Linked DNA regions of Mus musculus: all the other regions are linked to region 3. The links are chromatin contacts, called in public ChIA-PET and promoter capture Hi-C maps. All regions are on one chromosome and are shown on one strand. Each heading gives the region's core, a stretch centred on a gene start, on an enhancer-like site or on the middle of the called end of the contact. The rest is flanking DNA. Distances are from core to core; before and after follow the strand shown. Region 1 holds the start of Eef2k (eukaryotic elongation factor-2 kinase). Region 2 holds the start of Il21r (interleukin 21 receptor). Region 3 holds the start of Arhgap17 (Rho GTPase activating protein 17). Region 4 overlaps Gtf3c1 (general transcription factor III C 1). Region 5 holds the start of Kdm8 (lysine (K)-specific demethylase 8).

The links. Promoter capture Hi-C pulls out the DNA fragments that hold promoters and counts their contacts. ChIA-PET counts read pairs in DNA pulled down with a chosen protein or histone mark. Capture Hi-C pulls out chosen DNA fragments and counts their contacts.
Region 1: a promoter capture Hi-C map of liver shows a contact between it and region 3, with 3 times the contacts expected there. The contact joins the promoter of Eef2k here to the promoter of Arhgap17 in region 3. A contact is called at or near these places in 3 of 39 promoter capture datasets (liver and pre-B cells), 1 of 484 Hi-C or Micro-C datasets (B cells) and 2 of 9 other capture datasets (adipose tissue and liver).
Region 2: a promoter capture Hi-C map of liver shows a contact between it and region 3, with 3 times the contacts expected there. The contact joins the promoter of Il21r here to the promoter of Arhgap17 in region 3. A contact is called at or near these places in 4 of 39 promoter capture datasets (the 3T3-L1 cell line, cranial neural crest, frontonasal cranial neural crest and 1 more), 2 of 115 datasets of contacts at active chromatin or transcription factors (astrocytes and large pre-B cells) and 1 of 9 other capture datasets (liver).
Region 4: an RNA polymerase II ChIA-PET map of memory CD8 T cells shows a contact between it and region 3, with 9 times the contacts expected there. The contact joins the enhancer-like site here to the promoter of Arhgap17 in region 3. A contact is called at or near these places in 6 of 39 promoter capture datasets (the 3T3-L1 cell line, the C10 cell line, hippocampal neurons and 2 more), 1 of 484 Hi-C or Micro-C datasets (B cells) and 3 of 115 datasets of contacts at active chromatin or transcription factors (embryonic forebrain, large pre-B cells and memory CD8 T cells).
Region 5: a promoter capture Hi-C map of embryonic stem cells shows a contact between it and region 3, with 4 times the contacts expected there. The contact joins the promoter of Kdm8 here to the promoter of Arhgap17 in region 3. A contact is called at or near these places in 10 of 39 promoter capture datasets (the 3T3-L1 cell line, 3T3-L1-derived adipocytes, cranial neural crest and 5 more), 3 of 484 Hi-C or Micro-C datasets (the G1E-ER4 cell line, nephron progenitors and uterus), 9 of 115 datasets of contacts at active chromatin or transcription factors (acute myeloid leukemia, bone marrow-derived macrophages, embryonic forebrain and 6 more) and 1 of 9 other capture datasets (adipose tissue).

The regions. Positions count from the first base shown.
Region 1 is chr7:120,839,958-120,845,954 of GRCm38.p6, forward strand. It overlaps Eef2k (eukaryotic elongation factor-2 kinase), which reads left to right and starts at 2,874. Exons shown (of 18, transcript NM_007908.4): 1 at 2,874-3,143. It overlaps Gm36449 (a long non-coding RNA gene), which reads right to left and starts at 3,554. Exons shown (of 2, transcript XR_378468.3): 1 at 2,642-3,554; 2 at 1,170-1,563.
Region 2 is chr7:125,601,521-125,607,250 of GRCm38.p6, forward strand. It overlaps Il21r (interleukin 21 receptor), which reads left to right and starts at 1,909. Exons shown (of 9, transcript NM_021887.2): 1 at 1,909-2,332.
Region 3 is chr7:123,368,371-123,374,142 of GRCm38.p6, forward strand. Arhgap17 (Rho GTPase activating protein 17) reads right to left here and starts at 1,545. Exons shown (of 20, transcript NM_144529.2): 1 at 1,384-1,545. The coding sequence starts at 1,436.
Region 4 is chr7:125,640,420-125,646,381 of GRCm38.p6, forward strand. Gtf3c1 (general transcription factor III C 1) reads right to left here. Exons shown (of 37, transcript NM_207239.1): 33 at 5,096-5,385; 34 at 3,455-3,953; 35 at 2,907-2,946; 36 at 2,028-2,220; 37 at 535-1,314. The coding sequence ends at 1,087. Among named protein-coding and RNA genes, the nearest start is that of Il21r, 40 kb to the left of the region's middle. Within about 2 kb of position 3,657, at least 44 of the 459 cell types and tissues checked have an H3K27ac peak or open chromatin away from gene starts, as enhancers often do. A contact at or near this core is called in memory CD8 T cells, where this site is marked.
Region 5 is chr7:125,442,398-125,448,196 of GRCm38.p6, forward strand. Kdm8 (lysine (K)-specific demethylase 8) reads left to right here and starts at 2,223. Exons shown (of 8, transcript NM_029842.5): 1 at 2,223-2,395.

The DNA of each region.
Region 1 (5,997 bases), core at 1,624-4,123, 2.5 Mb before region 3:
GCCACTGGAGCTGGAGCCACAGCTGTCACCAACCATGTGGGTGCTGGGAAACTGATCTTGTGGAGGAGCAGCCAGTGTCCTCAAAGGCTAAGCGATCTCTCAGCCCTCGGCCTGAGTTCTAAAATTACAGGCATGTGCCACCCCATCCAGCCCCATACATAGCTGGGTTTGCTGTTGTATTTTAAATGTGGGCACCTATTCTAATTTCTTTTTTAAATTACAGCAATTTATTTTGTGTATGTGCATGTATGTATGTTGAGGCTGGACAATATCCTGCAGGAATTAGTTATCTCCTGCTACGTGAGTCCCAGAGATGGACTCGGGATTATGTGTCAGGCTTGGCAAATGGCTTTACCTCCTGAGCCATCTTATCAACACCTCCAATTTCTTTTGCATGGTGCATAATCTCTTTACCCTTAGGCATATAGCTGAGAGTGGAATCGCTAGGTTCTATAGGAGCATCTGACGGGTACCGGAAAACATACTCAGTGTCATTATCTATTTGGAAAGTAGACACTGAAAATATGGATCTAGCTGGGAGTGGTGGTACAGCTCCCTGTGCTGTGGGGCTGATCTTCCAGAAGGGCAGGCCAGGTGGGGCACACATCCTTCGAGCTGTCATGCTGGGCAGCTCCAGGACAAAGCACTCGTCTTTCTGAGTTCATGTGGCAACATGGGATCTTAATCAAGAAAATCAAACTTGTCTGGTGTGGTGGTGCATGCCTGTAGTCCCAGCACTTGAGAGGCAGAAGCACTGGTCTGCACAGTGAGTTTCCACAACAGTCAGAGCTGTGTAGAAAGATCCTGTCTCTTAAAAAGAAAGGGGATGGGGGGGGGGAATCAAATGTTTTGCGGGGAATGTTCATGCTGACAACAGTCTGAAGTCCTGACTTCCCCTGGGAGAGCAGGTTTACTGCTCTCAAACACCAAAGAGCCTACAGGACACAAGAGATCTGCATAGACCCAGATCTGGGCTAAACCATGCCTCTGTATAACCTTGGAAAAGCCACTTTCCTAGCCTGTTCCGTGTGCTAAGTGGAGGACAGTTAGGAAGGTTGTGAGGAATGGTATGAGGAGTACTCTCGCCTGTGTGCAAGGTCCTTTTGTTACCAGTAACACACTACTACAGACCGTCAGATGCTGTGATAAGACCCATGACCAAAAGCAACCTGAGGAGGAAAGGGTTTATTTCAGCTTACAGCACACAGTCAGTCCATGAAAGGGGCATTTGACCCAGACATAAGGATTGGGACCCACAGGTTGAGAACCACTGGCTGAGACTTAAGCACACTGGCTGTGCTTCAAGAAGGCCTGGTTTTAATTCCCAGCACACACATGGCAACTCACAACTGTAATCCCAGTTCTGGACAACCAGACACTCTTAGACAGACATGCAGACAAAGCGCCCATACACATAAAATAAGTAATTTTTAAAAGGTGGATTTTTGGCTCATGGTTCTGGAAGTACAAAGTGTAGAGGATGTTTCTGGTGTTTTTGCTGGTACAACTTCAAGGTGGTTCAGGTCTTCAGGTCTTTAATCTGAAAGCCCAGGCCAGACAAGCCTGTGGCAGAATAGATATTATGGTGTTTCTCCTGTCAGTAAGTCTATTAACAGTTGCTTTATTAAATGAAATAGATCACACCCTTTCCTAACTGTGTCCCTGGGCAAGATACATTCTTTATAAGTCTCAGTCCTATGATCTGTACAATACAGCTAGTCGTGCCTGCATACCTTATATAGCTGACTGCAGCTGGATGGACAAATAGCTCAAAATGTGCAACTGTTTAGATTTTTACTCTAAAGTATACGGTGAGATATGACCTCAAAGTACACATGCCTGCCTCCACTGGTTTTCAGTCTTTACATCTTCCAAGGGCTACCTTCCTTCCATGCACTGCACCAGATTTGAGTTTTGAGAAAGGGCTTCACCATGTAGCCCAGGCTGGCCTTGCTTTTCTGGGGACTGCAGAGGTCTACCACCATGCCCAAGTTCCCACCCATTAAGCACTATGTGCCAGGCCCTAGGCTCAGAGTTAGGAATACTGTGATTTTTCCCTCCAGAGAGTCCAGGAAGGCTTGACAAAGATTTTTCTTTTTTGTTTTTGTTAAGACAAAGTTTCTCTGTGTAACAGCTCTGGCTGTACTGGAACTCCCTCTGTAGACCAGGCTGGCCTTGAACTCACAAAGATCCTTCTGTGTCTGCCTCCTGAGTGCTGGGATTTGCCACCACCGCCCGGCCCTGATAAAGTTATTAATTAAAAATTATAGAAATAGTTGGAATTGTCAGGTAGGCCGAACTGTATAAATTTAAACCGAATATATGTTTATATACAAATATTAAATTTAAACAAAAATATATAGGTTATATATTAAATATTTACATATACGTGTATAATTTTCTATACTTATATTTATAAATTTATATGTAAATATTAAATACATATGTGCTTACCATGAATTTGGATTCTTTATGAGTTTTTAACACAATTTTTGTTGTTTTGCCCCCTCCTGCTCCTTCGTTACCCCTCCCTCTCTTGAAAGTGTTAAATTTCTTCAAAATTATGTCATGAAATCCTTAAGATTTCCCTTTTTTTTTTTTTTTTTGAGACAGGTTTTCTCAGTGCAGCCCTGGAACTCACTGTGTAGACGACCAGGCTGGCCTTGAACTCAGAAATCCGCCCGCAGTCTGTCTTCCAAGTGCTGGGGTTAAGGGTATGCGCCACCAGACACACAGCATGAAATCTAACGTTAGACCCAGGTGTCTAGGAAGCGTTCAACAGGCGGGGGAGCCAGAAGACAACACGGCGGCTGCATGGAGGTGATGGCCACCCGGGGACGGCCACGTGAGCCCGGGCGTGCGCCCCGTGCGTCAGTCCCGCCCCAGCCCTGGTCCCAGCCTCCAGCCTCCAGCTCCAACCCCAGCGGCAGCAGCCCCAACTCCAGCCCGTGCTCGGCTCCAGCGCTCCGACGTCTTCAGGCGCCCCACTGCGGCTGCGGGCCTGGCTCTCTGTCGCCTGCGCTTTGTACCGGGGATTCTCCTCCCTCCCTGCACCCTGGAGCGCCCGGCCGCCAGCCTTTGCCAGCTCCTTGGGATCCTTGCGGCCGTGGGCAGCAGCTGTCGCGCCTGCCACACTGTGGGAGGTAGGTGACGGGAAGATGGGGAGCCCGCGCGTCCCGCTGCAGCAGCCCCCCGAAAGGCCACTGGGGCGCTTCTCTGGTTGCAGAGCTTCCCCCGAGGCTCAGTGTTTGCGTCTGTAAGGAAGGAAAGAAAGACGTTGGCAAGCGGTGAGCGCAGTTCTGGTTGCACCAGGCAGCGCACGCGGGCCTCCGCCCGGGTCTCCTCTGTGCCTCGGCGAGCCCGCCTGTCCCCCTGAAACGCCCAAGTAACATTTCCCCTCGCCGGGTTCCCCACACTAGAGGCCTATGCGGGCCTCAGTTCTCGGAACCTCGAGGTCTGAGCTGCATACGCCCTTGCAGCATTGTTGGTTGAGGGAGTTGGGGTGTTGGCAGGCGTTGGAGACTTGTGCGCCAAGGGGCTGAGCATTCGTATGCAGTTGGTGGCGCGGGGGCGGGGACCTCCTGGGTGAGCCCTGGGCCAAAACTAGCTAGTGTCGGCTAAGGGGATTGCGGGAAACCTGCCCAGCTGCGCCCTGTGTGTGACTGATCGCGTGCGTTTCGGAAGAGTGAGATCTGACTTGGGAATTCTCCTTGGGGGAGTATTTCTGCGTCCTCCGCGATGAGGCGCTCCCTGGCTTGGGACCACTGAACAGATATTACGGAGGAGAAAGCCGAGGTCCAGAGTGGACCCCAGATCCTCAGAGGCCAGGTAGGGAATGTAGAGTAAGTAAACAAGGATTGTGAGTGTAGGGGTTAAGAGTGAAGTTTTGGGAAGACTTCCCGGGGAAGGTGCTGTTTGCTCTGTGAGGAGGACGAAGCCAGTGGAGGGAGTGGGTCCAGGCCGTGTTCAAACCCCGACCTTAGACAGCTAGCTCTTCACCCCTCTCTGCTGCGGCAACAGTTCCTGGGAAAGGAAGGCTAGCGGGGAGCGACTCCTTTGTTCCAAAGAACTGGGTTCTTTTGAGAGTCTGAGCGCGTTAGGCGTGACTTTCCTGAATGGCTCATGCCACGCTGTTTCACAAACATAGTATTTTCAAACCTTTTACCCTGCACTGATCAGACTCGCCCCAAGAGATCTTGTCATCCACAGCTGGCAGCTGTTAATTCCCCCCTGGGAACGGCCTGTAGGAACCTAGGGGTGCACGGCAGGATCGAGTTGTTTTTAGGGTTCCTTCTCTACCTTAATTTCTATTGTGAAGGAGAAAAACTTCAGGATCAGGCACAGCAACCAAGTAGCAACAGCCTTTAGGAAGGCTTTAGTTGGTGAGAGAGGCAGCTGCAGGAATCAGTTACCTCCAAGTCCCAGGGTGCCACCGGGTCTACACCTGGGATGATCCTGGGTTTGAGCCTTAAAAGCTTGTTGGATGAGGGCCTGTGGGGGGGTGGGGGAGCATGGCCGGCTCAGAGGGTGAGAACACTTACCTCTGAAGTGAAAGGGGAAAGAGCTGTAAGATCATGGGGACTCGGTTGCCCTGGCTGAGTGGCTCACCCGTGCCACACCATCTCCTGGGCATCCAGTGTGCTCTTCTGACTTCCACAGTCACCTTCGTGTTCACACACACACACACACACACACACACACCAAATTAAAGAGTATCTGACTAAACTCTTGCAACCAGGGTCTACAGGTACAGACTACAAGGCTTCGGAGAAAGAAAAGGGTTGAGTCAGTCGCTGCAGTACGGTAACATTTCACAGGCTGAAGAGTCAGAGGTGAGTGAGTGAGTGCGGGGCTGTGGTTCTATCAACAGCTGCCCCCTGCATGGCTTGCTTGCCGGCCTCCGATTGCTGGACCACACTGGAGTTTCCTTGAGGAGCTCTGCGGGGAGGTGCCCAATTTGCATTTCTAAGAAATTCTCAGGGGAGGTTCCTAGCTGCTCCTGGGTGTTCTAGTTAAGGAAATAGAGACTACTGTTAGGCAAGTCACTGAAGTCCTCCGTTCCTCAGCTTTCTCCCCAGTAGAAAGAAGCAAATAGCACCTGCCTCCTGGGAATGGAAGGCAGCTCCGAAGGAGGGGCTGTGTCAATAGATGTGAAGGAGGACAAGTTGGCAATAGATTGAGTAAGGAGAATAGCTTGAGACAGGTGACTGAGGGAAGGCACAGTGTCCTGCGATCCTGGGTCAGGTGATGGAGCCCCTGTCCTTTCTGAAGCTCAGAGAAGGTGCTCTGTGATGCTGTGGAAATGTCATCAGCCCGCCCTGGTCAAGGTGTGAAAAGTGAGCCGATGAGTGGGCCGATGAGTGGGCCGATGAGTGGGCCGATGAGTGGGCCGATGAGTGGGCCCGGTCGTGGTGCAGAGTTATTTGGGCCACAGTTCATATGCCTAAATGCAATCACGTGGTCTCACTAAGTTGCGGGAGATGCTGGGAGACACGGTCTCTGGCTGGGCCAGTAGAGGCTGCTCTAGATAGCACCCAGCTTGTCTATGATGCCCTGAGCACTGGACTCATTTCTCAGTTTCTTTGGAATGAAAAACCAGCACTGGGGATGTGGCCTGATAGCATGCTTGCCAAATAGGCACAAAACCCTGGGTTTCACCTCAGCACTTCATAAACCATGCCCCCTATCCCAGAACTAGGGAGGAAAGAAGCAAGACAGTCAGAAGTTCAAGGTCACTGCCTCGACATAGGGAACTGGAGGCCAGCCTGCCTATGAAAGACCCTGTCTCAAAAGAAAAGCAAAAAACACAGATAAGCCCATAAGTAAAGCTTAAGAATCTAGCAGTGCTGGAGCAGTGCACATCTCTAATCCCAGCACTTGGGAGGCAGAGGCAGGCAGATCCATGAGTTGGGGCCAGCCTGGTCTATATAGCTAGTTCCAGGACAGCCAGGGCTACACAGAGAAACCCTCTCTTGAAAAAAGAAAGAAAGAAAAAGA
Region 2 (5,730 bases), core at 659-3,158, 2.2 Mb after region 3:
GAAGGAGATGGCTCTGACTTCCTCTCTCTGGGGCTGCTGGGCAGGAGCTGCCTGGCTTTTGTCTTCTGGCTTCCAAAAGTCTATTTGTCACCCCTTTTCTGTACCTCTCACTTGCTTCAAGACAAAAACAAAAACAAAAACAAAACAAAAAAACAGTCTTAAGAGTTTCTTTTCTACTGCACGGGTCAGAGAGGACTGCTGTGCACACACCAGCTGCGCTGTGTTTCAGGAATGGGAGCACTCACTGACTCCATGCTTTCCTGGTTCCCAAGAGCAGCTGTGGATCCCTCTTAGCCCCTACCTTTTCTCCCAGGGCAGAGGACTCTGAGGCTGGCAAAGGGAAAGTCTCTCCCCTGGGTCCCCAGCTGGGAGATGTGTAAGCCCTGTAGAAGTCTTAGAAGGTTCGTGACAGGAAGGGCACTGAAGTCATGCCCTCTCCAGAAGTGGGAAGTGAGCAATTTGATGATCGGAGGAACTCATGGGACTGGCCGTCTCCTGTGCTGACCATGGATGAGGGCTTGCTGCTCATGTTATGCTTAAATTGTTGAAACATAGACAAAGCTTGCTTTTAGGTCTGTGGGAGTACCTTGAGAAGGTAAATGCTACAGCTGCAGGAGAACCTACGCACTGTCTCAAGAGTGGTCCTGGGCAGAGCACGGGATTGGACTAGTTCACTGCTCATCAATGGAGTCTTCAACAAGTTGTTTCGCCTCAAAGGTTGACTAAACATTGGCCTCACGGGTGCAGGCATGAGGTCTGAGTGACGGCTAGAGTGTCGGTTTGCACAGGATAGACATGATCTTATGAACCTGCTTGTGAGTTCTGAAGAGATGAGTCTCGGAGGCAGATTTTAAGGGATTCTAAAAGCTGCCCTAAACTATGGGGACCACCCTTGGACTGTCGAGGGAAGAGGCAGAGGCAGGAGGTCACCCATGGTTTGACAGGAATGGTGATAGCCTCAGCATGGTCAGAAAATGAATGGAAACCTCACTGTTTAGAATTAATTTGAACTTTCAATAATAAAGCCCTTTTTATGAGGAAGGAAGGAAGGAAGGAAGGAAGGAAGGAAGGAAGGAAGGAAGGAAGGAAGGGAGGGAGGGAGGAGAAAGGAAGGAAGAGAGAGAAAGAAGGGAGGAAAGAAAGAAAGAAAGAGAGAGAGAGAAAGAAAAAAAGAAAGAAAGAAAGAAAGACAGACAGACAGACAGACAGACAGAAAGAAAGAAAGAAAGAAAGAAAGAAAGAAAGAAAGAAAGAAAGAAAGAAAGAGTTTATTTTCTCTATTTGTTTGGATTTCTATCTGTGTGTGGCTGCCTTGCCCTCCTGGCTGGACAAGGGGCACAGCAAGGCTCTCAGGAGCAGCAGGGTTCTCTCCTCCAGGGTAGCAGCGCATGTCCTCCTTCCCACAATGCTGAGGCTGGGGACTGGGGAATGGATGGTCATGAGCAGTGCTTAAGGCAGAAAGTCTGAGTGTCTGGGTCATTCTGAATCAGGACCCTGGGGCAGGCAAGGGACAGACAAAATGGACCAGTTAGACACCTGTAAAAGAGCAGTCATGAGGTAGGCGTCCACCTTCAGTCTGTCCCATCTGTGCTGAGGGGCTCAGGGTAAATACCAAGGGCTTCAGGTGGGATGTGCTACTGTCACATCTCTGTCTCGGTTTCTACATCTTCAAGAAGTGGCAAGTCCCACTTCACTGCCTGCCTCTTGGGACACGACTGTGAGGCCTTTGGGATGATGTCATCTGTCTGCAAGATGTCAGACCCCAAATATCGTGTTAAGGGTGACCTTTGGGGAGCCGTGGGTGCCTGCTTGCAGGCATCTTAGTTTTTCTTGCCCCTTCTGGAGGATCTGGCTGGGTTGGGCGGGGCACTGTTTACCACATCCCCTCCCCACCCCTTGCCTGGCCTCAGATAGACACCGAAGCCTCCGCTGGTGGCCCTGTGTTTCAGTCGCACACAGCTGTCTGCCCACTTCTCCTGTGGTGTGCCTCACGGTCACTTGCTTGTCTGACCGCAAGTCTGCCCATCCCTGGGGCAGCCAACTGGCCTCAGCCCGTGCCCCAGGCGTGCCCTGTCTCTGTCTGGCTGCCCCAGCCCTACTGTCTTCCTCTGTGTAGGCTCTGCCCAGATGCCCGGCTGGTCCTCAGCCTCAGGACTATCTCAGCAGTGACTCCCCTGATTCTGGACTTGCACCTGACTGAACTCCTGCCCACCTCAAACCTTCACCTCCCACCACCACCACTCCGAGTCCCGCTGTGACTCCCACGCCCAGGAGACCACCCAAGTGCCCCAGCCTAAAGAATGGCTTTCTGAGAAAGACCCTGAAGGAGTAGGTAAGTAGACTCTAGTTCTTGTTCTCCCTGAGTCTGGGGGCCTTTTTTCTGTCTTTTGCATAACACTGTGGTGGGACACAGGCAAAGAACACTACGCAGTTAGTGTGGGCAGAGTCAGGGCTGGAGTTCCTTGTTCAACTGACTAAAAATGACTAGGAATGCCCTTGCTGAATGTTGGAGGGTTATGGAGGCAGGAGCATGGCTAGCATAATCCCTTGCCTATGCAAAACTGCCTGCAAGAAGTGGTGAGGAGAAAAAAAAAGAGAGACTCTGGATGGTAGACAGTCTGCCAGGCAGTGATAGGCAGTAGCCAGGGGCATTGGGAAGCTTCCAGGGGGCCGTTTTGTAGGGAGGAAATCAGGTACTACCGGCCAGTATAGTTTATTACTTTAACTCCATCTATCCTTCCAGGCAGGTGGGGTGCCTACTTCACAGAGAAGGAAATCTGACTCCACAGGGGAAGAGTGACATTCCTTATGGGTCTTGTCATGATATGGCAAGGTGGGCAGTCCAACCAGGTGTCACCACCCAAATCCAGGGCCTGGGTCAGATGATAAGAGGTAACACCTCTTCCATGAGAAGAGAGGGGAGCCCGGAGGTTGTTGGAAGTCTAGTCTAGAGAACAGAATAGGAGAAGGCGGCACATGGGTTAATAGCATAGGAAATAATGTCTGTGCTTAGGACGTGTCAAGAGGACCAGAGCAGGTCATAGATGCATTAGAGGGTCACGAGTAGTTCCTAAGAGAATGTCTGTGCTCTCTGAGGCAGTTAGAGCACATGGTAGCATTTCCGAGTCTAGCAGCGAACCAGGGCAAGCCTCTCTGCTTCTTTGAGCCTCCTGGGTCCTCACTTTCTCCATCTGTAAAATGGGGATCAAGGTGGCTCTATCTTTGTGAGGCTGTTTATGAGAACTCCAGGACATCAGAATGTCAAGATTGACTTCAGGGGCTCCTACACCCAGGTACCCTGCCCCATGGAGGAGAAGGGCTAACCACTGAGAGCCACCAAGAATACAGGGAAGGCTAGAACAGCCCTATCTGTCGTGAATTGTGAGAACTTGGGGACCTCCCAGAACCCTCAGAGTCCAGGTGAGGCCAATGGCCCCATGCAGCTCGGTGCATAGATGTCAATACTGGGTGGACCCTGTGGGGGACAAACCTGCCTTTTGGTTAAGAGTGATGAAGAGAGTCAGAACAGAAATTGGAACCCAGTCTATATGGCAGGATGCCGTCCCATAGGAAAACTCACAGCCTTGGAACATTGTCTAAGGACATTTCTCAGACAGCACTTAGCCACGTGATCCCCACAGTGGGGTGTTTTCTGCAGTAGCCCTGCCCTAGGGCCCGGTGTCCACTCTTCAGTGGACCTCAGAGAGAGAACGATAGAATCCCTGACTGGCAGGGGAGACAGAAAGGAGAGCATGTGGAAGATGGAAGAGAGACAGGCAGGCTACCTGCTGGGGAAGTGATTTCCTCACTTCTAGGGCCAAGCAGCATCAGATAGGCATAAGAAGATGGGGTGTGCTTTCTCCCAAAGCCAGGAGTGGGCTTTTGTGCATGGGGGCGAGGAGCAGCCATAGCCAGTCAGTGTCTTCAACTGGGGGAGGGTTGCAGGGACACACACATGGCTAGGCAGGGGTAGCAGCTGTCTTTTTGTTGTTGTTGTTGTTTTTTTTTAATTCTGGGTGTTGGGTTTGCTGCTGCTGACAGTTTGAGAGGGAGCTCTCTCCATGCAACCCAATCTGCCTCAAATCTGTGATTCTCCTGCCTCAGCCTCTTGAGGACTGGGATTACAGGCGTGTGCCACTGTCCCGCAATGGCTCTGATGGCAGCGCTGCATCCCTTGCAGATGAGGATGCAGAGATTCAGAGAGAAAAAGTGGTTTTCAGGGGCCACCCAGAGAGCCACTTAGAAGGGGAAGAGAAGGAGGCCCTGAGAGAGGTGGTCTCACCTTGGCAGTCTTTGCTTCAAAAACTGGTCTACAGCCCCAGAAACATGAAGGGGGGAGGGAGGAGCTGGGAGAGGCCCCACCCACAGCCTGCAGTTTGCAGGTGTCACCTCCCCTCCCCCACCAGCCTAGCCCGCGGGACCAAGGGACTTTTCTTGACAACTCAAACATGAGCGCTGAGTAAACCTGGAACTTCTGAACCAACCTGAGAATATTCCCTGGCTGGGGCCCCTTAAGGACATCTGTACCAAGACCTCGGCCTGCTGTCCCTAGGGTCCCCAGGGAGGATCAAAGCACTAGAACTGTCCCCAGGAGGAGGGGCAAGTGCAGGCATGTGGCCTGGCTGCCCCTCAAACCTCAACCTTCTTCATTGAGTGAGCAGCCATCGATGTGGCCCTGGGCCTCTCTGGGTCTCTGTTTCTTGATCTGCTAAGTAGGTCTGGTGTGATAACCAAGACTGGAGTCTCCCATTTTCTCCAGTGCTGATTAAAGGTTCATGCTTCAGATTAGGCCAGGGTGGGCTGATGAGAACAGGGTGGGGGGTGGGGGTGGTGTTGGGTTTTTGCTGCCTTGGCCCCAACTTTCTGCTGTAGCTTCAAACAGCCATTCTTCAAAACAGCCCTTGTTTGAGAGCCCTAGAGAGAGGCTGCACACTTAGGCAAGAATGTGAACATGCTAGAGTTTGCACAAGTGGGATGGGCTGTTCCTGTGGAGGTGTTCAGGAGAAAGAAGGTTCTGGCTCATGGAGACTGCATATACACAGATACTGGGACAGAACTTTCTTCATGTCTAGCCGTCATCCCACTAAACCATGAGTCTAATGTCCTCAGCTGTAACCCAAATCACCACAAGGCACCAGGAAGCACACAGCTGCAGTGTGCCTGCACCTACCACCCTGCTCTTTGCACACAGCAGCTGAGCAGATAGGTAGAGTTGAGCAGAAAGACACCCTTGACCAGCAAGAGTTAGAACATTCACCTTCTGTCCCAGGCCTGCTAGTCTCATTTATCCACTTAGACACTGCTCAGCTGAGAACCTGCAGTGTACTATCTCTGAGCATGCCCTCTCATGTCATTAATCTGAGGACAGTCCTTTCAAGCAGACCCTTGGAGCAGGGATTGCTCCAAGAGTGTGGGGAGGGTGCCCCCTGGGGATAGTGACAAAGCTGATGGGAAACCTGAGTCTCCAGGGACTGCTCAGTGGCTGGTTCCCTCATTCATTGGTCCCCTCATTAGCAATGCATTCTGTACCCATTGCAGTCACCAGGGATGCTACGGTGAACAAAGCTGGTGATTTATCAACCTAATGGGACCTAATATGCCCAATGATGGGTGAGAAAGACAAGATAGAGACCACAGAGTGGACCCACTTCAGATGAAATGGACAGTCTCTCTGGAAGGTGACACTGAAGTTGAACTCTGGGGAGAGTTTTGGCAGAACAACTGCGCATG
Region 3 (5,772 bases), core at 295-2,794:
ACTAGGAAGAGAGACTAAGGAGAAGCAGGGGCCCACAAAACCCTAACCAGCTTTCAAGGCAGAAAGCTCTCAAGACTTTGCATAAAACCAGCAACTTTCCCTTGTCCCACACAGGACGAAACCTAATCAATAACAAATCTAACAAAGGCATTGTGGCAGCCACTAAGTTTTGATTCTGCCATGCATATCTGCAAGGAGTACAAGACTCACAAGAAAATTATCACTTCTCATCATATTTCTTGTTCATGCCATTAGGATTACTCGCCTTGACCCTAGTCTTTCTCTAACTCTACACGCAACAAAAAACTAGGCATGTGTGGGTTTAAGGGGCAGGGACTGAGTCTGGATAGAGGATACCAAGATTACATGATGGAGGGATTTTTCTTCCCTTCTATTTTTCTTTTTAGAAATTCAATAACAAAACTTAGCAAAAGGTTGGGGGAAATGAAACATTGTAAAAAGCAAATTTAGAAAACCCAAGAGGAAGTAAAAGTATTTTCGTACACATAAAAAAAGAAGTGTCTCACGTGCTTCAACCAAACCAAACTGTCCTTAACTGCTAAGGGAGGAGGGTAACAGCAAGAGCTGTGAAAAACCCATCTATCTTCGTGCAGAATAACCAGCAAATTGGTTCGGCAAAGCTATCCGCCCTGCAAGACCTTGAAATATTTGTTCCAGATAGCACAGCACATGACAACAGCCTCCTGAAAGCTCTAAAAACCGCAAATCGTTCCTGTTCTACAGCCTACTCATCTACTGTCCCTCCTGTATTCTTTCATTAAAAAAAAAAAAAATCAGTTTCTTGTCAAGCACTCACTCAGTGTCAGAAAATACCACATCCAAGGTGAGATGAGAAAAGGCATCCTTTTCGCTTTCCAAACCTCTAGACCTCAAGAACTCACAGCAAACTCCCAAAAGCCTGGATTTTGAGACTGCAGTTCTCGATTCCTTCACAGAGGGGAGGGGGGCTGAACTTAACTGGGCAAGCCACAGTAGCCTAACACCCCTTAGGTTCCCAGTGACCAGCAAGCTCTTCTAGGAGGAAGGCTGCAACAGCGGATCAGCGGGGAGAGCCTGAGAACACCGGCCCCAAAGCTGCGCGCCTGGCACTGCGAGAGGCACACAAGTTTACGGAGTTTTCGCACCAGGCGGCGAGCTCCGGCTGGCGGGGACAGGGAGGAGTAAAGACCCTCGTGAGTCTCCCGAGGACGATGCTCCTCCGGCCAGGACAATGGGCAGCGCCCAAGCCGTAGCTAGGCGCAGACCCCCGCCCCGCGGGGCCCAAGGCCGGGCCGCGCCCGGCTCTCCCCGCTCCCCGGCTCCTCGCGCGCAGGACCGGCCCGCCCCCCGCGCGCCCCCCGCCGGCGCGACCCGCGCACTCGCCTGCCGACAGTCTGATTGGCCAGCTGCTTCATGCGGTTGAATTGCTTCTTCATGGCGGCGGCGGCGGTGGCGGCGCGGCAGGCGGGCGGAGGAGAACTGGGGACCGTCTGGCGGGTCCTACCTACATCGCTTCCCGGCCCCGGAGGCGGTGACGGAGGCTACAATTCGGCCCCGCCCCTCGCCGCGTCACTTCCAGCGTCGCCGCCCGCCCCTACCACGAGTTGGGCCGAGCCTAGCCGAAAGAGGCCGAAACCAGAGAGGTGGAACAGGTGCGGACGGACCCAACATGGGCGGAGTTAAGTGGTTCAGGGCGGGGACCAATGAGGCCGCGCCGAGGTGGGTAGAGCCGAGCCGAACAGGGTCGAAACTAGATAGGTGGAGCCGAGCTTGGTCCGGCCGAAACCGGAGAAGTCAGGCGTAGCTGGACGGAGCAGAGCTGGGCGAACTTGAGTGGAGCCGAACCAATCGGTGAGCGGAGAGGAATGGAGTTGAGCCAATCGGAGACGGACGAGAGTGGCTCTGCTAAGAAGAGCGGAGACTACCCCAGCCCGGCACCTGGACACAGCGGTTCTGAATTAGAGCTGGGCAGGATGGGCCGAGCAGAGCCAAACTTAGCTACCTACTCTAGTGGTGACAACTAGAACGCAAGTGAGCCTCGCAGATCCTGGTCCGGTCCGGCAAGGCGGAACACAGGGATGGGGTCTTGTCCAGTCGGACCCGGAGTCAGGCCAGCCCGGGAAGGGGTTTGGGGGGAGAAGAGTCCGGCCAAGCCGAGCGGAATAGTAGTCCTAGACGAGTGATGCCCGGTCAAGTGAAGGCGAACTGAAACGAGCTGAGGTTAAGCTGAGCGAGTGGACCTAACCTATAGCGGCGGGTCAGACCAGGGTTTATCCTAACCTAGCAGGAGTGAGCTGAAGCAGATCTATAGGGTGAACCAGCTCCGCGCCCTCAGTACTTGAACTGGTCCATGGGAAAGGCCAAAAGAGTAGGGTCAATCAGATGAGGACCCCCAGACTCCCCAGCCAAAGGAGACTGGCCTTCCCTAGGCCCCTGCACTGATGGGCCTCTGAGTCCCCGCTGCCATAAATGACCGCGAGGTTCTGATTCCCAGCCCTACAGTAACAGGCTGGGGAACTTGGTGGGATCATTTCGCATTGCTGAGCCCTTTCGTCCAACTGAGCCAAGTTAGTTTTATGACCCGCAGCCATGTCCTCCTGACTTGGCAGCCTTGGCTCCACACAACATTCCCTGTGCCCCGTGGGCTAAGGCATCCTTTACAGGCTGTGCGATGGTTTAAAGTGTCAACGTGACAGAATCTAGAATCACCTTGGAAACAAATCTCTGTGTGTGTCTGTGAAGAAGTTTCTACATCAGGTTAATTGACGTGGGAAGATCCACTCTAAATGTGGGCCACAGCATTCCATCATCTGTGGCCCCAGACCGCAGAAAACTAGCTGAGTTAGGAGCTTTCGTCTCCTTCTGCTTTCTGAACGTGGAGGCAGTGTGGTCTTCCTGCGAGCTGCCTCAAAAAACTGTCTATTGCAGTGCCTTCCCCATCATGGTAAACATCCCTTCCTAGAACTGGAAGCTGGTTTAAATCCTTCCTCCCTCACATTGCTTCTTGTCCTGCATTTTCTTAAAACAGAGAGCAAAATAACTAATGCAGGATGCATCTTGAGCTCAAAGAACAAGAAAATTAAAAATCTGTAGCGATTACAACACAAGTGTGGACCCTCAAGTCAGGCAGCAAACTGCAAGTCACCAACATTAATTACAACAGGAAGTGTTGAAATAAGGCTTTGTTTTGGTTTGGGTTTTTGTTTTGTTTTGTTTTGTTTTGTTTTTGAGGAGTCTCATAGCTGAGAATGGCCTTAAATTACTGATCCTCCTGCCTCCACCGGCCAAATGCTAGAATTACAGGCTTGTGGCACCCCGTCCAACAAGATTTATTAAAGCAAGACAGACAGGACTTCAAGACCATTTGCCAAACCTGAGTCAGCCATTGAGTCACTACATTCAGATGCTACCATGAAACTAGACAGTGGCGACATAGGCCTGAAAACCCAGCTACTCAGGAGGCTGACACAGAAGGATCACAAATTCCAGGTCAGCCTGGGCTACAGAAAGCAGTAAAAGAACAATGCAGAACAGATGTTGTCATCCTATCAGGGAACACTGTACAGACTTCATTCAGTTCCTGTACCAGTCATGCGCTAGCTTACCAAGTGGATGGCGTGGATTTTAATGTCAATTCGGTCACAACATGGACAAGTCAAAGTTTTAAGACGTGAGTGTGGAGCTGATCCTTATGGAGTGTTGCTCAGACTTGCCGGGTAGAAGGAAGAGCTAGTAGGTGGAAAGTGGCGTCTACCACCATAAAGAACTTAAACAGGACAGAAGCCAGGGAACTGTCAACCATCAAGTTCAATTGTCAACCACTGGCATCCAGAAAACCTCAGTGACACTGAACCAAAGACAGAAGAGTTAGAAATCATGTTTCAGCCAAGTGGCTCAGGAATTAAAGTCACCAATCTCTAAACCTCAGACCATGCTAAACACCAGTCTAGAGCGCAAGATGGGTTCTAGCTGCCAAACTTCACAAACTGACTTCCATCCCTGGGACTCGCATGGTAGAAGCAGAGACCTGACTGCAGCAAGTTATTCTCTAACCTACTCTCATCACACACATCCACACCCACCACATACATACACACACACACACACACACACTTAATTTTTTAAAACTGGCCTACCTACAAACAAAAAGAAGAGTCAAGCCCCAAAATTGAAGAACTTGAAGATGCAGTTAAAGATTTAAGTAAATTATTCCCTATAGAAAGTAACATAGAGTTTGACATAGGAAGAATGTGTCTCTGTTTCCATTCAAAAGAAACAAAGTCTTAGATGTAGACCTTTGAAAGTACAGGCTTGTGCAGTAGACCAAAGTGATTCCGTGGAAGAAGAAGGGAAATCTGAAAAGCCTAAGGGAAGTTCAGAGTTTCCAAAGGAATTCAATGCATACACCAAAGAAAACAAGAACACTTATAGCATAGGATGAGAAAAGATTCCTCGAATCCACAGATGAACTTCCTGGAAAAGATGGAACACCTTGGGGAACAACAGAGCAGGGTAAGCCTGTGGCTAACCCTAAAATGCTACATGTTGTCACAGAACTATGTGTCAACATAGTGTGTCTAACGTGTCAAACCACTGAGTCTCAGCCACATGTTAGAAAGACCTGCTTAAGGAGAAAGAGCAACATCAGTGAAAACTCCTGAACCTAAAAAGCAGTGTAAGATGTCCCTGCTTCAGTTTTTAAGAGACGGGCAGGGGTTAATTTAAAAAACCAACACAGGCAAACAACTACCTTCCCTATTCCCAATTCTTTTCAGGGAAAATTCAAGAAGCAGCTCAGTTGGTAGAGTGCTTGCCAAGTATCCCTGGGGCTCTGGGCTCAATCCTCAGCACTGTACAAATTGGCTATAGTAATACAGATCCAACAATTGGAAGGTAGAAAGAGAAGGGTTGTGAATTCAGAGTTACTCTTGGCTATATACAGAATTAGAAAGCAGCCTGAACTATATGAGACCCTTTCTCAAAAAAAAAAAATTCACAAAACAAAGTAGAACAGATCAAAATTCAGCTACATAAAAAAAAAGACAAGACTCAAACACATTCTGATGTTTTTCAAGTAGAAAATGTCCAGTATCTGGATATAGAAACTAACGTAAAAGGAAGAAAAGAACAATCATTTGATTGTTCAAGTAGGACACTCCACTTGCAAATGAAGAGAATGTGTCTCTGATTGAGCACAGCCTGAGCAGCAAGAACTTAGCTCATCAGACACCAAACAGGAGCAGGAACTTCCCAGGCTCTAAAACTGTGAGCAACAAACTTGCCATTTAAGAACCACCAAGTGCAGTGATTGTAGTAGAATGAGGAGGCCATGTTCCAGCTCCTGCAAGCAGGAGAACTCAGCAGCTTCAGTCCTGAGTCTCTTACTTGATTGTCCAGAGGAGGAGACTACTGGAACAATTGATGCTGGTTAGCTGAAGCTAAGAAATTAGTGGTGACAAAGAAGAGACCAACATCACTGAGGTGAAATCTTCTGGGTAGTGTTTTCTGAGAGCACAAAGGAGCTGTATTCCAGAGATAGCCAACCAAGGTTGTACCTTATGCTGCAGCTGGACTTGGTAATGTGTAAGAATCACTCAGGTGGCACTGGTTTCGAAAGCATGAAGGGGTTATGAAGAACAGCTGAGGCTCGGCACTGTGAGAGGCTATGGAAGGCCATTGGTGAAAGTGCAGCTTCAGTTGCAGCTTATGGCCCTGGATTGAAGGGGTCATGCAAAGGAGTTGAGGCTTGGCACCATGAAGAGAGCCTATGAG
Region 4 (5,962 bases), core at 2,407-4,906, 2.3 Mb after region 3:
ATCGCCGCTGTGCAAAGGAGGCTCTGAGACTGGAGACAGAACTTGGCCGCTGGCTTCCAGCCTCCTGGGCAGTGGGTAACAGGCAGGCTCTGCTCATAAACACAGCACCTTCACGGCCCAACCGCTCTCCAGAACATTAATTACCGAGGCTTTATACTGTCAACACTCACACTGTTGTAGCTTGGCCATGCTGGGTGCCCTGTCCTGGGTCATCTTCACCCCCTTTTTATAAGGTGTGGCTCACATTGACAGAGAGGATGAGATAGGTTGAAAGCTGGGTCAGGCCACCAAGTGCCAGCCTTCAGTAGATAGGAAAGGTGAACAGGAAGGGGCCGGGGACTGAGGCTCAGGCCAGCTGTGTTGAGTGGTCTCTGTGTATGACCCCAGACTGTCATTGCAAGACCCTAAGACTCGCTTGCATTTTTCAACAAAAAGATGAAAATCTAAGGTTCCCCACCCCCACTGCCCCCACAAGGTGAAGACTCCAGAAGGGAAGTTCTTGGGAAACAACAATCATTAGGCCAATACACAACGTACATTTCATCTCACTTTAATTACAAAATAAATAAATACATGCCAGGGGCCTGTATCTAATGGAAAGAGAGAAAAATGAAACAAAAACAAAAGCAAAACCTATAGGCCTGGCTTCTGGCAGGAGGGGTCCCCACGGGAGACTGGGGCTCAGTCCAGGCCAAGTTGGGATGCCCTAGAGTAAGAGGAGCAGATTCTGTCAGGTACCCCTGTGACGTGTCTTCACAAAGCCCTTCCTAGAGTCTGAATGGTGTGGTGGGTTTCAGGTGAGTCAGGGCTTGGTCATCAGCTCTGCTCCCCAAACAACATCCACCCTGCTGCTGCCACTGCTGGAGCCTGAGTTCAGGGCAGGACATGGGCCTGCAGGAAGGCTGGGCACCTGGGAGCAAGAGCAGCACGGGTGGAGGGGACTCAAGTCACCTGCTAGTTGCTACACCTGGGCTGGGCTGGGCTGGGCTGGGGCCGCGCTGTGGGAACAGCTGGGGAGGACAGGGCTCATGGACAGTCCAGGTGGAGCCGTGAAGCAGAGGCTTCCCTGCTGGCCTGGGGCAGCGTCTATAAATGGATCCACTTGTTCCAGTTGATATCATGGGGGAAGACACGGCCCAGACGGATGGTACAGTCCAGCGTGGGCTCATAGAAGGTGACAGTGCTCTCGTGGCAGGAGAGCGCCTCAGCCTCACTGGCCTGACCCAGGCCCTCCACCACAGGCCTGGAGAAGAGCGAGACACTCGCTGGCTTCCTCAGAGTCCGCTTCTGGATACAGCCGAGGGACTCCAGGCCCTGCAGATACAGACAGGTGGGTTACAAAGGCTCTGCTTGCTCAGGGGTCTGGTGTTGCCGCACTTATGGAATGTACACAGTGTTCCCAGGCAGAAGATGGCCAAACATGGCCTTGAGGGAGGCAGGGCTTAGCAGGAAGGTTTACATCAAGATGGGTAGGAGAAAGTATGGAAGGTGTGGGTGCCACAGTGACCTCTGGAGGAGAGGCACTCTTCAGCCAACAATGGCTGTGGTGGCTTCCCACTAGGAAGTTCTGGGAATGTCACCACTAAATGTCAAGTTCCTAGTCTGTTAGGAAGCTGGAGCCCAGAACACCATGGGAATGAGAGCTCAGGGCAGCCGCTAGCCCAGGCTGGGAAGTAGCTGCTTGTGCAGAGGTCACACAGTCCTCAGCTTTCCTCGCCACCTCCATTTATTTACCCAGGATTCCTGAGGACCTGTGAGCATGTGACCCTGAGTGCGAGTCAGGTGGAAAACAGCAGGCAGAGTAAGACAGACCAAGTGCAAACGGACCCAAGGGCCAGTGAGCTTGCTGCAGGGCTGAGCTGCAGCAGGCACAGGAGAAGGGAATCAAGAGCCAGGCAGGGCAAGGATAGTAGCAGACCCCTCTGCCAATGGCCAGAAGGCACTGAAGGTTAAGCTGAGGTGGTGACACCCGAGGTGTGCTCCCCCCACCCCAACACACAGCTGGGCTGAGACGCCCTGGGCCCTACCCGGAGCAGCTCAAGGACAGCAACAGGCTGCAGGACGCCCTGGTAGTACTGCAGCAGGCAGCTCTCGGGAACGCCGGGCCTTGACATGATGTGGTAGAGCACAGCCTCCAGCATGCCTTTGCACACGGGCATGTTCAGGTGCCCATCCACACCTCGCCATGGGCGGCCGACGAAACACACTCTCTCACAGCCACTGGAGACGGGAGAAGGAGGGGACATACATGCTGGTCACAGACAGACTACTCTGGCTCAGGGAGGCCCAGAGCTTGGGCACTGTCTGCCCACGGCTCTCCCTGGCAGGACAATCCCTGGCTAAGTGCAAGTAAAGCCTAAACCGGAACCCTCCCCACTGTCACTCAGATGTCCCCACAGCAGCTGCAGCTCTGCCTCGGGCACAAAGCTGCCACTAACCCAGGGCTGATGGGTCGAATGGGGCAGGGGTGGGTTTTGCTAGCTCTGGTGGCCATGGCTGAAATGGAAGGTCCATTTGTGCCTTGGGAGTCAGATCCAGGGTACAAAGCCTTGCTGGGCTCTGTGGGCCCTGCCTGGGGAGGGCAGAAGAGTGCAACCCCTCTGGCGTGCTGTCGCTCAGCTACAGGACTGAGGGGCTGCCCTGGGCAGGCATACAGGCTGGCTGGGAAGGCCCTCTCTTCATCTGCAATGGGTCTAAGGACACAGTGGGCTGTGGGAGGAGGCCCAGGGGAGCGTCAAAGCCCTTGGCTGGGAACGTCTGTTTAGGGCAAACTACCCAGGCTTGCACCCTACGCAGGAACTTCTTTCTTACAGTGACTGACACTCGGTGGGCATCTTCCACTAGCCTGAAGGCTGATGCCACACTACTTCATGCTCTGCCCCTCCCTGTGAAAGATTCCCAATTACCTCTCCCACGCTGCCTGGGCCATGTTACTCTCTGTAAGGCCTGTAAGAGAGGAAAAGGTGGCAGGCTCTTAGAAGACAAGTGGGAGGCCATGTCCTTTGCCTCTCTCCCCTCATTCAATGGGCACCAAAGTAGATAAGCAGTGACCAGAAGGAATAGCCTTCTACCCAGAATATGGTACTGCGGTAGTGAGGCCAAGAGCCCTGACCACAGGGCGAGTGTATATAAAAGTTCTTGGCAGCAACAGCCTATAGGAACAGCAGCTATCTCAGGGGAATGCCCGGCCACAGGCCAAAGCTCAGAGGCTTCTGGGAGTAAGCTGGCTGCCCAGAGAACTTCTCCATGGTCACTACATCAAGTCCAAAGCTTGCACGGCTTGGCCCTGTGGGCACATCTGTGGAAGGCATGGAGCCTCTGCCTCTGAACACACCTCTGAGGCCTACTGTGACTAGGTGAAGCCTTGGGTGGCAGGGTAGGTTCCCAGTCTGAGGTAGTAGGCTAGAGCAGTCATGTGAGGGATACAGAATGGGAGAAGTGTTAAGGTCAGTACCTCTGGGGTCTTCAGAGCCTTCTGGAAGCTGGAACTCACAGCCCAGCTGCTCTAGGCCTGAGACACCAACATTCTCTTGGTTCTCCTGTCTGGGGCCCCCTGCATCTGCATCTTCAGGAGCTGCAAGCTGAGCTGGGGCCTGGGCCTCTGCCTGCTCTTCCGCTCCAGGCCTAGGGCTGGCAGCCACACGGACATCCTGTAGTGTGGGCTTCTTGGCAGGGAGCCTTGTGGCTTCCTCAGCATCAGTCTCAGGGCAGTGGGGACGCTTTTTAGTGCTATGGGAGCTGACTGGAGGCACCGCTGCTCCCTCAGAGGTGTGGTCTTCGATGGAAGGCCCCTCAGGGAGTCTGGATTGGCTGTCATCCCCTGAGGCCTTAGTGTCTACTTCCATGTCTCTCAGACGCATTGAATGCAGAAGCCAGGGCTGTGCAGAGGCCATGGTCACTAGGCGCACAGTGTTACCTCCAACTTCCATGACTTGTTCCTGTTCCAAGAGGTCCTAGAAAAAAGGGACGTAGTGTCTGTTGGGGAAGGCAGATTTTACCAGGTAGGTGAGTGGTTGGTACTCCAGCTAGGGTCAAGTATTCTGAGTGGGCAGCAAGCTCAGGTCCAAAGGGATGAGCCTAGCATCTGCTGATGGAGCTGCAAGCTGCACGGGCCTATTTGGGCTCTTTCTATACCTATGGCGTTACTCAACACAGCCTGATGTCTGAAGTCAGAATAGCTCCAACTGATAGGACTCTATGACTCTCCTGCCTTATGTGTTCTCATGTGGGTCCTGGCAGTTCCTGAGGCGGGACTCTATGACTCTCCTGCCTTATGTGTTCTCATGTGGGTCCTGGCAGTTCCTGAGGCGGTCACTATTTCACCACAATGGCAAGACTCCCTTGTGTTTAGGTCACATCTGACCCCATTGTTTGCTTCTGTGTAGGGAGTGTTCCCCAAATCACCAACACTCCTTTTCTCCTATAAACCCCTCAAATTCATTGACAGACAGCGCCCAGGCCCTGCACCCTGTCCGGGGTGCTAAGGTCAGCAGAAAGTGCCTAGCTTACAACCCTCTTGTGGTCAGCAGGCTCTTTCTTCACAGCCTGAGGATATCTGAGGGCTCACAGTTAGGCTACAGTCAGAGAAGGAACACTTTAAACCATGGAAACAGCATCCCTTGCACTGTGAGCTTCTCAGAGCCACATGCTGGCCTTCATTCTGGCTGGGTTTCCTGCAGTGGCCCTTGGAAGCTACATGGTCCCAGTCAACTCCATGTCTTACAAAATCGATCTCACATGGGAGCCTCCACGTCAGACCACTGATCTGCATCCTACTCCTAGAAGCTGCTCACAGCAAGCAGGCTGATGTTCTTTGGGTCCAAGGGACCAGGCAGGTAGTGAGTAGGCCCAGGGAGTACAGGAAGCCTTTGGGGGAGGAAAACTGATAGAAGAGCCATGGAAGATATGGCCTATCCCAAGGAGGGATAGCCATTCTAGGGCTCAGCCAGGTCCTAGATCTGGGGGCTAATGGAGTTTAGGAATATGTCCTGACTTAAATACTAGCAATTGAATTAATTAAAGGAAAACCCCAGGCAGGCATCACTTCTGCAGTGGAGTGGTCGCCTCTGCAGCTGTTGTCTGGAGCTCAGCTCACCTGGATGTAGTCCAGGAACGTCCTGGTGCGCCTGTCCGCTATCTTCTCCAAGGCGGAGAACTGCCTGCTCAGCTTCTCCTTGTCAATCCCGAAGCAGTCAGCAGCTGCTACAGCCTGCAGGATCTCTAGGGAGGCAGCCACATCCTCAGGACTATACCCTGACTGTGCCATCTGGTGGGCAAACTCTTCTGGGCAGTGGGTACGCAGCTGTGGATCCACCAGGCTGGTAAAGGAGGCAGGGAGGCAGGAAAGACCAGCCTGGAGCTCTTCCAGTGGTGTGGCTGTGAACCCTGAGACCACGAGGGAAGAGAAAAATCAGCCCACAGAAACCCTTCTTGGGCCCAACACATACGATTGAGGCAAGATCTGCTCCAGCACTAGTTCACTGTTCCCTAAGGAGTCATGGGGTCACCTTCTGGGGACATACTGGGCTCTAGTAGGCAGACTCTTGGTATATAACTGTAGACCACACTGCTGGCCCACTGCAGCTGTCCTGAGCCCTTCCTAAATCTCATGTTTTCCCTACCCCTTAACCCTGAGTGGTGCCCCAGGCTCCTGCCATGTTCCCCGGCTTTTGCTCAATAGCCAGGAGGGCTTCTTTAGCTGACATAGCAACCTATAGGTTGGCACAGTATTTTTGCATGCTTCAAACTTCACACAGAATAGAGCTCTGACTGGGCAAAAAGTGACAGCAAACACTATCCACCCTGACCGTACAAAGGACAGCTGGCTGCAGGGTGGAGAAGGGCAGGGCCTTTCTAACCCCGTTCTCTCCCAGCAAAGAGAAAGGTTTATGCTATCTAGAGCTTCCTGAGTGATCGGCACCTGCAAAGGAGGTGGGTGGTGGGTGGTGACAATGGAGCTGAA
Region 5 (5,799 bases), core at 973-3,472, 2.1 Mb after region 3:
AGGCTGGTTTTGAATACACAAACAAAGCTGGGGGCGGTAGTTCAGTGGGAGAGTGTGTTAATATGTGTAAGGCCCTGGGTTCTATCCCCAGCACTAAACAAAAGACACAGATAAGCAAGCTGACAAAGCAGTGTTTGTCTCTCTGGCTGGCAGCACTCCAGGCCACAGACTGCTGCCTAAATCCCATCCCCGAACACTGTGCAAGAGGGTTTTTGTAACTGCAGTTTCTGGGTTCAAGTCTCCTTTGGCAATTGCTACGGGATCTGTTTGGACAACTCAGAAACTAACGTCCACCCTACCACAGTATCTCTGTAGCAAACTCTCTTCCACTGTCACATAAAGATCAAATTCTGACTTAGTAAAGAGAGCTTTAAATATATATATATATATATTCGAAAAGAGAAAAAAAAAAAGACCATAGCTTATCATTGTAGTAGAGAGCTTGTGGTCAGAAAGTCTGCAAGTGCCCTGAAGACTAAACAAGAAGAGCTGACAGAGAAGGGGCTGGGGGAAAGGACATATGGAAGTCAGAGGTCAATGGTGGGTATCTTCCCAAATTGCTCTCCATCTCATTTTCAGACAATGTTGATAAGCCACCACCACTGAAATGAGACAACTTAAGCCAGATTAGATTGTATTAAAGGCAGGTTTATTGGAAAAACTGTTCTTGGGTGGGCAAGCTCACTGGCCCCAAGTCCAGGGAAGTTGAGCCATGGGTAGTGGGCGGGGGGTTGTTACAGGGAGGGGAAGAGTGAAGGGAGGGAGGGAGAAAGAGAGAAAGGGGCCCCACACACAGAGTGAAGAGAGAGACCAAAATGTCTGGATTATATAGGGAAGAAGAGCTTCTGGGGGGAAGGGCAGTCCAGCCCCCACGCTAGAAAGTTCAGGGTTGGGAGCAGGGTATGCCAGGTAGGGACTGAGGGATTCTGGGAGAACCTGGAGGCCAGGTCTGCTTTGGTGTGTAAAATATGCACCCGAGTCCCTTGTCCTGGGGTTCAAAACCAAACAAGCATCTCTCACTGAACCTTGATCTCACTGACTCTGCTGGGCTGACAGGACAGAAACCCTGGGGACCCTCCTGTCTCTGCCTCCCCAGTTCTGGAACTGCAGGTGCTTGCCCCTGCACTTGACTTTTTACTGAGAATTTACAGCCAGGCCCTCACACTTGCAAAGCAAGCACTTAAACGACTGCTCATCTTCCCAGTTAGAGCTTTTCTTTCACAGGAAAGAAATCCAAAGCTAGAAAATTCAGGAAATAAAATAGAAGGGTGGCCTGCTAATATAGCAGGTCAGAGCTACTACACCCCGGGTGTCAGCCTGTGCACAGCTGCATGGGGACCAACATGCAGGCACCTAATTTGGCTGTCCAGCATTTTGTTGATAAGTGGGGACAAGTAGTTCGATTAATCACTTATTAAACCAAGCATGAGTTAGGTGTGGTGGCGCATGCCTTCAATCCCAGCACTCTGGAGGCAGAGGCAGACGGATTTCTGAGTTCGAGGCCAGCCTGGTCTATAAAGTGAGTTCCAAGACAGCCTGGGCTATACAGAGAAACCCTGTCTCACACACACACACACACACACACACACACACCCTAAAAACAAACAAACAAACAAACAAAAGACCAAGCATGGAACTTTGGAATGCTGGCCTGTCACAGAGAATGAAGGGATATCCTGGAGTTCTGTCTAAGTCCTATTGGAAGGATGTTTTCCTTGCAGAGACAGGCTGTGTGGAGTGGTGTGGCAGCAACCGATTCAGTGTTCCTGAGAAAACGAAAACTGAGGAGTGCCACATCCCGACTCAATCCCTGCTGACCAGTAGAAGTCACACTCCAAATCCAAGGCTAGCAGATCGCTGCAGGGAATCGTTTGCTGCTGCTGCTCCAGGCACCTCTGGAGTCAACCGGGAGAGAATGCTCGAAACTCAAAACTCGAACTGACTGCCACACCACTCCACATAGTCTGTCTCTGCAAAGAAACCATAGGCCAACTCACGGAAACCAGTCCTGCAAGCAGTACTTGTGGGCTCAAATTATATACGTGACTTCTAAAATCATGTGGCTATTTTTCTTCCACCTCGGCTTCCTACTCTGTAAAATAGGGAGAACTCATTATCTGAGTTGGAAGGATTGGGTAGTCGCAAGTGACAAACTGCTCTGCAAGGTATGACCCGGAAAAGAAAGCTCAAGCCTCCCAAGTCTTTGAACCGGAGGAGGGCGGGGCCTGGCATCGATTGCTCCGCGTTCCTCTAGGCACCCGTCGCGATCAGCCGAGTCAGAAGTGATCGATGCTCTCGGTGTAGTCGGTGATAAAGCCAGCCGAAGAATCTTCGCCCGGACGGAACCAGTCGTCGCCAGCAACGAGAGACACAAACAAGTCCAAGCGCCAGAGAGGTTAGTTGGAGCTCCAGGCAGCTGCAGTTGCTTAGACTTGCAGCCTGGCCGTGAAGGACGGATTGCGCAGGCGCCATGCTAAAGCCCGGCGCGGGCGAGCCGGGACGGTTTCACGCAGGCGCCTTGGGAGGCCTGGGAGCTGCTTGAAAAGCCGCGTGCGTAGTAGCTATCTGCTCCCCACAAACAGTTGAAGGAGCTGCTAGGGATGTCAAATAGCGCATGCGTGCAACTGTCGTGCCCTTCCCTTTTAGGCTTCGGTTAGTGGTTCAAGTGTGAGGATAGGTTTAGTGGCGAGACCGGCCCACATAACCACGCCTGCGCCGTCTGTCCGGAAGGCATGGCTGCGGCCACTGCTACCTGTTTCCAATCTCCATCCTCGAACCCGTTCGCCCAAGTCCGCCTGTCCCCCGTAAGCGGACAGAGGTCCACAGCAACAACCAAAGACTTCCTGGGAGTCGGGGCGTCTTCTCTTAGGCCACTTAGCCAGCCCTCCAATCCAGACTGTCCAGAAGGGCGTGAGCAGCCGGGTACTTTGAGAGAAGGACTGCACGTGCTTTCCCTAGACTGTTGTTCATGCTAAGGCATCCAGCATCCCGCTTAGCAACCAAAACCGGTTTCTGTAATGCATCCCCAAAAAGTGCACTTAGGAAGCGAGGCTTGATTCCGTTCGGCCCCGTTTTTGGCTCCTTTGGTTTTGGTGTGAGCAGCTTAGTTCACTTAGGAAGCCCAGATAGAACCACACAGATTAGATCCTGCACCCTTTGGGTGACATCCTTTCGCAAAAAGCGTCGTTTTGTACACCAACAAATGGGCCTTTATTTAAAGACCTTTTAGAATTAAGGCTACAGAGAAACGTTTTGTGCAACCCGCACCTGGCCATTACTTGAAAGCAGTGCCTTTTGCCTGACACGTGAATGTAGAATACCAGAAGGCCACCTTGCAAGCAAAGACACAGCCCCTACCAACTTCAAAAGCAAAGCAATGGCCGGCAAGATGTCTTTAAGGCCTATTAACTGTTGCACTGTGGGAGAGAAACTTATACTGGAACATATGAGGCCATTGAGGCTGGTACATGTGGCCTGTGTTTGGGTGATTGTGGGTGTCATTTTACCAACAATAACCCCCGGTTTTGTTTGTCTAGGCTCTTAAATTTATAGTCTCCTGGTTTAGGTGGTGAATTCCACAGTTAGGCCATCTATACCTGACTATTGGAAGCCTATTTATACATCTCACAATAAACTTTTATATGGTACTCTGGGAAGCCAATTTAGAGGCTAGTGTGGGTACACTGTTAAAGACTGGTTTATAAACCAACAGTTGCTCCCTTCTGTGGCAGGCCTTTTGGTTAATACTGCCTTTTCTAAGAGGCAATTCGGGGAGAGGGTATAGGAAGCCAGGCCATACTTATAGCCAGGTTACAGGGCCACTTAGTCTGGTCCTATCTGTGTCAGACCGGGTTGTGTGGGAGCACTGGGGGGTTGACTTGAAACCTGGGCTTGAGGCCATAGAGAAAGGCAGTCCAGGCAGTATACACTGGAAGGCCTGTTCAAGCTTCTGGTTGTGTGAAGACTGTTGCTTTGGGCCCACATCAGACCAGCTCCTCTGGAAACATTCATGGAGCCTAGGATCCTACAGTGGACAACTGCTGAATCCTGGAGCTCTTATAAAGAAACCTTGACACATTGGCTGTAAAGCCAAGGCAAAATGTGCCTTCACCTGGCGCATGGATTGTACCTGTTAGCTACTGTCTTAGTTAGGGTTTCCATTGCTGTGAAGAGACCATGACCAAGGCAACTTTTATAAAGGACAGCACTTGGGGCTGGTTTTACTTGGGGCTGGTTTACAGGTTCAGAGGTTCAGTCCATTATCATCATGGCCGGAAGCATGGTCGAATACAGACATACATGGTGCTGGAGGAGACAAGAGTTCTACATCTTCATCGAAAGGAAGCCAGGAACAAACTGTCTCCCACATGGCTGGGAGGAAGGTCTCAAAACCCACCCCCACAGTGACACACTTTCTCCAACAAGGCCACACCTCCTAATAGTGCCACTCCCTGGGCCAAGCATTTTCAAACCACCACAGCTATTACACCTGAGTTACCAAAAATATGTCAGTGTCAAGGAAGGAAAAGAACTTCCCCTTCCAGTCACTTAACCAAGAGTGAGTCCAGATCTGAGTTCTCTGTCATGCTCCCTGTGTCTTGTCCTCTGTCTGTCTGTTGCACTAGTCTGGATCAGTGCCGTCCTGAAGGCCGTCTATTGAATTGTTTTAGCCCTGTGTCTGACTGTTCTATGCGTGCCTGTCTGTCTTGTATGTGACTGCCTCTGTCTCTGGGTGTGTTGTGTGACTATCCATCCCTCACAAAGGGCTTCACTCTGTATTTCTTGAACAGTACAGAAAGCATCACAAGGGCAAGGAATAGGATACTTTATAGGCATCTTTAATGGACACCGGCTCCCATTGACCTAGACAGTAACAGTCACTGTGTTTCAACCCGTATCCACAAATGCTGCTTTCAGCTCTTACGGTAGATTGGAGGAGGTTACTTTGAACTTTCAGCAAATGATTCAGTGGCATCATCCGATTCAGAGGCATGAAGGAGTACATGACTTAATATGATAGCTCTGCATTAGCCTAGGTTGTAAAAGTTGAATTCACGGGAAACCCTATACAAGTAAAGTTGATTAATATAGTCTTCTCTTAAAGGCAGGTTAAACAGCTTGAGTACACAGTAGCATGACAGCCTTAATACAGGGTGTATTATTAACTTTGGCTGTGAGGTCAAAATTCCAGTCATTTAGAATATGAGATGTTTATATAATATTGCCCCACCAAAACTTGGCCCTCAGCAATTAACTGTAATTTAAATTGCTTATAATTACTACAGCTAGCTCATGTGGCTGAGAGAAGACGATTTACTAATAGCCAGTGTGAGGCACTCTCCCAGAAGGCTCTTTCATGCAGTCTACAACTGGAGGTCATTCTCTTCAAGGCCATTGGAAGTAGCAGCTTATAAATGTTGGGTTTCAGCTGGGCGTGGTGGCACACGCCTTTAATCCCAGCACTCAGGAGGCAGAGGCAGGCGGATTTCTGAGTTCAAGGCCAGCCTGGTCTACAGAGTGAGTTCCAGGACAGCCAGGGCTACACAGAGAAACCCTGTCTCGAAAAACCTAAATAAACAAACAAACAAACAAATATTAAAATAATAATAATAATAAATGTTGGGTTTCTGGGGCAATATAAAGAGACAAACGGCAGGAAGAGACAGAATCTGATATCAATAGATGGGACTTTATTTCAAACAGTGGAGGACAGACACTCTCCTGTGGGGAAAGGAGTACCTGTAAGAGAAAAGGCGGGTTGGACCCCTTCCTAGAGGCGGGGTGCTTCACTTAAGGATG